Regions from separate parts of the Mus musculus genome. Here region 1 is linked to region 2. The links are chromatin contacts, called in public Hi-C maps. All regions are on one chromosome and are shown on one strand. The core of a region is the stretch at or near the end of the contact, and the rest is flanking DNA. Distances in the headings are between cores, read along the strand shown. Region 1 overlaps Akap7 (A kinase (PRKA) anchor protein 7). Region 2 has its middle 25 kb from the start of Gm51762.

Region 1 (4,456 bases), core at 1,319-3,818, 150 kb after region 2:
ATCGAAAAATCTTTTATTTAGCTAATGTAAACTCTGCTATTCCCCCATTTCATGTTCTTTCCAACAGTTTAGTTGTCTTATTTCACTTAAGTACGAAACAGTGTGTGCATATGCATGTGTATATGGGTGTCTGTGTGTGTGTGTGTGTACGTGTGTGTGTGTGTGTGTGTGTGTGTCTTGCTCTGATTGATATCTATATATTTTTGCAGTTTTCTCTTTTTTAATCAGCTTCTTTTTTTTTAACCTTCCTTGATCCCTCCATGTTCATAGGTTCTTCTTGGTGACTTTTATAATTTTAAAAGCTATTTCACTTATAACTACTTTTTCTCTGGGTGTGCCTAAAATATTTTTGTCTTTATTACATTCTGAAATATTGTTTGGGTTTTTTTTAATAAAAAAAATCATAAGCTGTTAAAAAAATAAAATAAAACTGAGAGAGAGGCGTATTTGGCACATAAAGTTTGAGAGCGTTGATCTAAACACAAACCTTAACCTTTTCTGCTTGCTTCTCTTGGGAGCCTGGCTGCAGGCAAATGGTGCTTAGAGCACTATATATCTCCTCTAGGATTTGGGGGTTTTCTTATAATGGTTGAAAATGGCAGGAATGAAACCAATACTCTGAGGGTGGCAACTGCCTTATGTCCATGACATTTGAAGTATTGAGTCCAGTTACTGTCTCTAATAGACAAATAAGGCCTAAGTATGATGCAACTGTTCTCTGCTCATCTTTTTTCATTTGTGACTAATTATATATCTATACACACACACACACACACACGGACTTCAGAGCACTTTTGAGGAAAAGTTCCACTCAAAATAAAGAGCAAATCTTTCTGTCCTGACTCTGAAGCCAGAGCTGTCGGTGAGCACCTGCACACTCCACACTTAGCACTGCGGCTGAGAGTCCACCAGTTCTTGGCCAGCCTGGGCTGCAGAGAGAGAGACCCGGTTTCTGATTAATTACTTAATGTGACTATAAAGCTATACAAATTGTTGTTGTTGTTGTTGTTGTTGTCAATTCTTGCTCTTCAGCCTTTCGGCTGATTGGTTAAAGAAAACATTAAGTTGAATAACTTGTAGCAACGTAAGAAAGAAAATAAAAAGAGCCTTTTATTCAAAATAGTGGTGAGAAAAGGGACATTAAATCCTAAAGCATGATGAGAGGAAAGACCTGCTCTATCACTCCAAATTCTGGAACATATATGCATTTAAAACAAGGAACACAGCATGGAGAGTCTGTGATTGTGTGATAGGTGACACACAAAAGGAAACCGTTAAGAGAAAAATGCCATAGTTTCAATGGAACATAAGCTAAGGCCCTAGACCAGCTAGAGGGAGGGCTCAGTCAGCAAACTGTTTGCAATGCAAACATGAGGATCTGAGTTAAAATCCCCAGTGTTATGTAAAAGCTGGGCAAGGCAGCATGTGCCGCAAGGCAGAGAAAAGGATGTCCCTTGGGCTCGCTGCCAGTCAGTCTGGCAAAATTGGCAAGCTCCAGATTCAGTGGGAGACCTGGTCTCAAAAAAATGGAGGATAACACCCTATCTAGACCTCTGCTACACACACACAAACACACACACACACGCCTATGCACCTGCACACATATGCACACAGGATATATCTGAACGTGTACACATACACATAAATGCTTAATAAAGTTAGTGAACAAAAATCACAAACACTAAGATCTCAAAAGATGAATTATTGCGCCTGAAGGAAATAGGATAATCATATCCAACACTGTAGTTTATTTCTTTATGTTTGTTTGTTTAGAGACAACTAGACACTAGACAAAGCTGGCCTCAACTAGCCACAGAGCCAACCATGACTCTGAGCTTTAGATCCTCCTGGCTCCACCTCCCACGTGCTGGTCCACGGGCATGTGCCCCCACTCCTGGTGCTGAAATGAAGCATGAGGGCTTTCTGGGAAAGCTCTCTTCCAACTGAGCTACACCCAAGGCCTGATTTCTCGATGTTCATAGAAGAAAAACAAATAACACAATAAGCACTGGTCTGTTGCGCGGACCCAGAAGCTACACTCCTGCATCTTTGTAGTCTTTCTGTTGCTAAAACAAAAGATTCAGAAGCTACATCCAGGAATACTGATATGCAAACGCTGTCCTTATACTTTACGCCCTTCAGGAGTTTCTGTCAGTCTGTCTGTCTAGACCTGCCTCTGAAGTGTGTGACTCCTTACTGGCTTGTCACTCCTACTGGGTCAGATCCCAGCAGACTTCCTGCCTCTCTTTACAGTACTTTTCTTTCTTTTTGTAAGTTAAAAGTTATAGAAATGTGTAGTTGTAAATTGCCATTCTCGGTGTAATTTTAGCATGTAATTGGAAAGATTTTTTTTTTCCTATAAAGCATACGGAAGAAAAATATAACAAGCCATCCAAAGCATATGTGAGTTAAGGGAAGGGCAGAGATACATAGAAAACTAAGGATATAAAAATAAGTCTCTACTTGGTTTTGTGCTGTGATTTTGGAGTCTCACTCTATAGTGCAGGGTAGCCACAACTCACAGCAATCCTGCCTTGGCTTCCCAAGTGATGGAGCTGTAGATATGAGCCTCCCCAGCCAGCTCGTTCTTTACCAATTAATCCACAACGGGTATCTAAGATCTCATCTAATGAAACGCTGCTTGATGCCAGTTCTCAAATGCCTCCTCACGGTTACTATCGGTCTGTTCTTTCATGCAAATGCTGCCCAGCTTTAAACAACATGTGTAGCCAAAGCCCTTTCCTGTGCTGAGAAGTAAATTACATGGGAGACTCACCTCCCTGCTCAGAGGGCAGAGAGCAAGGGCAGACGGCTAGCTGACAGTGACAGGGGGTCTGATACTCAGCATCTCCAGCCTGCCACACAGTGGTCACCACAATGAACACCTTTTGTATGCTAATACAGGAAGCATAGGGGCTCTAAGGGTAAACTTAACTTTGAAACTGAGAAGTTCAACCAATCAGAGCAGATGAGAACGCAGGGTCCAAAAGAGGGCGAGCCCTCTATTTTCAGCTATAGACACAGAAGAGCAAGAAAACCCAGCATTGCCAAGGGAGGATTCCTGCCTTTCAGGGACTTTCATCAAGTCCTGCACAAAATCGATGAAGTGTGGAACCTAACCATTGAAGGAACTTCATAGGTTACTCAAACATCAGGCTAAACACCAGATCTCAGGTTACTCTCTCCCATTGGAAAAGATGGCCAGTAAAGACAGTTTACAAATTCTTCAGTACACTGTTTGAATGCCTTGACTCTCCTAAGAATCTCAATTCTTGTTGCCTGTATTCCCAATACAGACTAAAAACAAACAAACAAAAAGCCTAGCATTTTCTTTTACTAACTTTTCCTTAAGTCCTCACCTGGGCTCAGGAAAGCCGCACAAGGCAGCAATTATAATGAGCACAACGTAGTCAGGCCTGATGCTAACCGTGTCTGTATGACCTCATTCAGCATTCACAGGAGACGCAGGGGGTCACAACCACTGTCCTCATTTTATAAATGGCTTGGAGTCAAGTGCTGTGCACAAAGCTGTGTACGTGGGAAGCAGCAGCACAAGTAGAAAAGGGCCTGAGTCTACCTCACTCGCTGGGTTTTCAGCTCTGTACTCTGCTGGCTCACTAGTGCGATCTCTCTCCCTCTCCCTCTCCCTCTCCCTCTCCCTCTCCCTCTCCCTCTCCCTCTCCCTCTCCCTCTCCCTCTCCCTCTCCCCCCCCTCCTGTTCTAGCCCTGGTTCTTCCACCCCTCACTAATATGGAGGAGGACTGACTGTATGACAACTGCGTCTCCTATGATCTCCTCTCATTACCAGATTATTTTGAATAATATATACATTTGTCAACTTTATCACAGCTAACACAACTAAACCATCTTCAACCATGTCTGTATATACACTAGGCACTCACAGACATCATGATAGTTGCTTGTCTTTGTCAACTGGGTTTATAACACTGCCTTCCTAATGCTTTGATCCTTTAATACAGTCCCTCATGTTGTGATGACCCCCCCCAACCATAAAATGTTTTCCATTGCTACTTCATAACTGCAATTTTGCTACGGTTGTGAATCATAATACAAATATCTAATATGTAGGGTGTATTTTTATTGGAACAAAACTGACCCAAAGCTGTTACAGCCCGTTCGTTGAGAACCACTGATTTAGAATATTTAGAGAGAGATATACTTCTGGGTATCTCTGATGGGTGTGTCCAGAGGGGATTAGCTGAGGAAAAAAGACCCACCCTGAAAGAACGCCATCCCACAGGCTAGGAGCCTTGATGAAATAAAAAAAAGGGAAGAAAGGGGGCCTGGGGAGATGGAACTCTTGAGAAGTGTTTGCAGCAGAACCATGAAGACCTGAGTTCAATCCCCAGCACCCACATACAAAAGCTGGATATGGTGGCACCCAGCTGTAATCCCAGCAGCGGGGAGACAGAAGCAGGAAGATTCTTGGGGTCTA
Region 2 (3,938 bases), core at 54-2,553:
TTCTGCTTTAAGCTATTTAATGTTTAGAATTCATGGTTGTGATTTGATTGTAAAGACTGTTTTTAAGCATCATACCAACAGATAAAATGTGAGTGCCTGTCCTTTTTTTTTTTTTAAGTATCTGACTAAATTCTCCCCTACCTTAGACTTTGCTATAAATACCTGTGAATTCAATGAAGTGAAGATGGTTTATGGTAGAGCAGTGCTTCTCAGCCTTCCTAATTCTGCAACCCTTTAACAGAGCTTTTCAAGTTGTGCTGACCTCCAAACATAAAACGATTTTTGTTGTTACTTCATAACTATAATTTTGCTACTGTTCTGAAAGGGTCGTTCAACTCTCAAAGGGGCCGTGGCCCACAGGTTGAGAACTGCTGCATTAGAGAAACCATTTCCTCCTTGAGTAAAACATTGCCTTGTTTAAACACAGGGGTTTGTAATGTAAGAGAATATGAAGTTCCAGTACCCAGCAAGGTTAAGTTCTTGAAGGCCTACTGTGAGGCATATCTGAGCTCTGAGGGAGTGCGAGCCTGTTGAGGAGGGAGAAAGCATCATACAGTGAGCACGCTGGCCTTATACATATGAAAGCTTATTCCTTCTTTTCCCCACCAGAGAGGCATTCTGTCTTGTTCTTTGCAGCTACTGTGGGAGTTCACTGTGTATTTGTTGAATTAGTTGTGCAGCAATAGAAATCCCCATAGTATGGATTTATAATTTTAGCTAGCCCATATAAAAGACACACAAACCAGGTGTTTTATTTTATTTGACAGTTAAATTAGAGAGCAATGTTCACATAGCATCACTTGGATAACACCACATAGTGAGATTGACTCTCTAGAGGAAATCATATCTTGAGAAGCCAGTATTTGCATTAGAATACAAGCAGCATCAGACCAACCCACTACAACTCTCTGTTTAAGGGTGGCAGTTACTCGTGATGATGTAAATAACACTTTATAAGGAGTTGGCTAGTCACTGAATGTTCAAGTTCAGACTCGGGGAAACATGAAGAGAAAGTGGAGTGAATGAGAAACGTTCCAAAGGGTGCCTTTGACCTTTGATCTCCTTCTGAGGAGTCAGCTGTGCTAACAGAGTGGAGGAACGTCGATTCTTTCGAGGCCCCTGCTTCCTGTCGTCTTGCACAGCTACACATTTTATGTCTTCTGATTTGTAGAAACAGTGGGGATCCAGGACCTAAATTCATCAGGACCACCTTTAGCCTCTGTCAGATGTAGGCAGTCACAGCACTGACCTCGAAGTGACCTGATGCTGAATGGGAACTGTGTATGTAGTGGTGTGATGACAGTTTTATAGAGATAGTGAGGGGCAAGCCCTGAGCCCCTGGACTCCGAGGATTTCTGAGAATGTTTGGGTGTGTCGTGAGTGTCCGGAATGCCAGCTTGAGTCACTGTCACACAACAGTAATTGTCTTCCCAGGGCCTGGTCTGGCTTCTATTTATAGAGATGACGGAAGTACACAGTGAACGTTGCCAGAGCACAAGCTATAATTTTGGGACATAAGTGATTTTTACATTTTACTTGAGACTACAACTTACTTTGTTGAGCAAAGGCATCTTTTGCAAGTTCAGACAGTATCCAATAAGAAGCTGTGTTAACTACATCTTGTTTCTGAGACTGTGTGAAGAATATCTCTTAATGACGCAAGAGAGACTTGCTAACCCCGACGCTGAACTTTTATTAAGGAAAATCATATTTATCAGCTCTCCTATCTTCAGTTACATAGACGCCCCCCCCCCACCTTTAAACATGTTTAAGTTAGATCTACTACATGTCAACAAACATCTAAAGGTTTTAGGTAAAGTATAAAGAATAAATATATTTTTAAAGTTCATTTTATCGTTGCTACACTATGTGAGCACTATGTGTATACTATGTGTACGCTATGATCTGTAGCTCACTTTTGTGTACACTATGGTCTGTAGTTCACTTTTTAGCCCAATTTTGTTGCTAGGATTCATTCCTATTTTTTCAAAAGATTATAATTTATTTGTTTCAATTTCTCCATATTTTTTTTTTTGGCTTGAGGATACTTCCAAGTATTGACCTATGATTTTGTGTGCAGGTGTTTTGATTATTTCCAGTTTTAATGTTTTTTGGTTGGCTGGCTGGCCAGCCGGCCGGAACCATGCTTTAACAATGCATAATTTTTCTCTGAAATGTTGTAATGTGTTTTGTATTTTAGCCATTCCAAGAGGTGTGGTATTTTTGACATTTGCTATTTTCTAACTGGCTGTATTAGTCAGGGTTATCTAGAGTCACAGAGCTAATGGAAAGTTTCTATATATTAAGGGAATTTATTGGAATGACTTACAGTTTGCAGTTCAACTAACCCAACAATGGGCAGCCGTAATGGGAAGTCCAAGAATCTAGTAGTTGCTCAGTCCCCGAGGCTAGTTGTTTCAGCTGGTCTTCTGGAGAAGTAGGTTCCAACAGAGATGCTGGCAAGTAAATGCAAGCAGGCGAAGAAGAGTGAATGTTCCTTCTTCCAATGTCCTTACGTAGGTCTCCAGCAGAAGGTACAGCCCAGACCACCCCAACTGGACCTAAGCTGTTCTTTGCTTAGAACTGCCTCTGTCCCAAGCTGGCCTTGAAATAGGAGATCTGCTTGCCTCCGTCTCCTAGGATTAAAGGCATGTATTACCTTTCCTGGGCCAAAGCTTCTCATGGCCACTATGCTTCAAGATCTGGATCCCAGATGTACCCTCCATTTCTGGATTGTAGTTCGTTCCGGATGTAGTCAAGTTGACAACTGGGAATAGCCATCACACTGGCGTACACAGTTGAGTTTATTTTCATCAAACTGACCCATTTGCTTGTTTCCTGTCTGGATACCATCTGCGGTGAAGTGTTTATTCAGATCAGTAGCTCCTCTTTGAATTTGGTGTTTATCTTTTATTATTTACTTTTAAGAGCTCTTTGTGTGTTTTGGATATGTCCTTCAGTGAGTACATGTTTTACTAAGATTTTTTTTCTCCTAGTCTATATCTTGTCTTTTCTTAAAATAAAAATAAATGAATACAAATAAAAGGATATTGTGGTGGTTTAAATGAGAATGCCCCCACACCCCAGGGCTCATATATTTGAATGTTTGGTTCCTAGTTGATGGAGCGTTTAGGAAGGATTAGGAAGTATGGCCTTGTTGGAGAAGGCGTGTCACTGGGGTGGCCTTTGAGACTTTAAAAGCCCTTGCCAGGTCCAGTCTTGTCCCCTCTCTACCTGCTGCTTGTGGATACAATGCAAGCTCTCAGCTACTGCTCCAGCACCATGTCTGCCTGCTGCTGCCATGCTCCACACCCTGGTGGTCACGGACTCACCCTCTGAAATCGTAAGCAAGTTCTCAATTAAACGATTTATGTTATAAGTTACCTTGGTTATGATGTCTCTTCACAGCAATAGAAAAGTTACATGCACACACATGCACATATATGTATATGCATACACATCTAGGCACACACTCATGTATATACACATGCACAAACATACATATGCACACACATGCATGAACACACACATGCACTTGTGCATGCACACACACACATGCACGCGCATGCACACGCACATGCACACACACACTGCTGAGATCATTTAGTTCTCTATACAGACAGTTCTCCCAAGTGGGTGCTGTGAACCAAACCCAGGTCCTCGCCAGAGCAGCCGGTGCTTTGAATGACCAAACCATCTCCACTTGTCTCCAGCTTGTCTTTTCATTGTGTATTAGTATCTTTCTCTGAGTAGCAGTTTCTGCTAGCTCCTTTCTCCACTTGGCTACCTCCCTCCTACGACTTTCTTCTCAGTTGTGAGAGACAACTTCTCTCTCCTTTCCCTTTGCACTGATAACCTTCAGAACTCCTCTCTCCATCCACTTCCATGCATCTAAGCAGCAACAACAGAAATGACTATCTCCTCTCACTTCTGGCTAT

The links. A called contact is a pair of places that touch in the nucleus more often than the background predicts.
Region 1: a contact with region 2 is called in a Hi-C map of the N1E-115 cell line, with 4 times the contacts expected there. The contact joins two enhancer-like sites. A contact is called at or near these places in 6 of 39 promoter capture datasets (the 3T3-L1 cell line, 3T3-L1-derived adipocytes, the HPC-7 cell line and 3 more), 2 of 15 datasets of contacts at CTCF or cohesin (CD8 T cells and pro-B cells), 10 of 484 Hi-C or Micro-C datasets (the HL-1 cell line, the N1E-115 cell line, bone marrow-derived macrophages and 7 more), 4 of 115 datasets of contacts at active chromatin or transcription factors (craniofacial prominence, embryonic stem cells, neural progenitor cells and 1 more) and 4 of 9 other capture datasets (adipose tissue, embryonic stem cells, liver and 1 more).

Annotation. Positions count from the first base shown.
Region 1 is chr10:25,205,238-25,209,693 of GRCm38.p6, forward strand. All of the region lies in intron 7 of Akap7 (A kinase (PRKA) anchor protein 7), which reads right to left. Among named protein-coding and RNA genes, the nearest start is that of Gm36313, 53 kb to the left of the region's middle. Within about 2 kb of position 2,569, at least 6 of the 459 cell types and tissues checked have an H3K27ac peak or open chromatin away from gene starts, as enhancers often do. A contact at or near this core is called in the N1E-115 cell line, where this site is marked.
Region 2 is chr10:25,060,553-25,064,490 of GRCm38.p6, forward strand. No RefSeq gene overlaps it. Among named protein-coding and RNA genes, the nearest start is that of Gm51762, 25 kb to the right of the region's middle. Within about 2 kb of position 1,304, at least 31 of the 459 cell types and tissues checked have an H3K27ac peak or open chromatin away from gene starts, as enhancers often do. A contact at or near this core is called in the N1E-115 cell line, where this site is marked.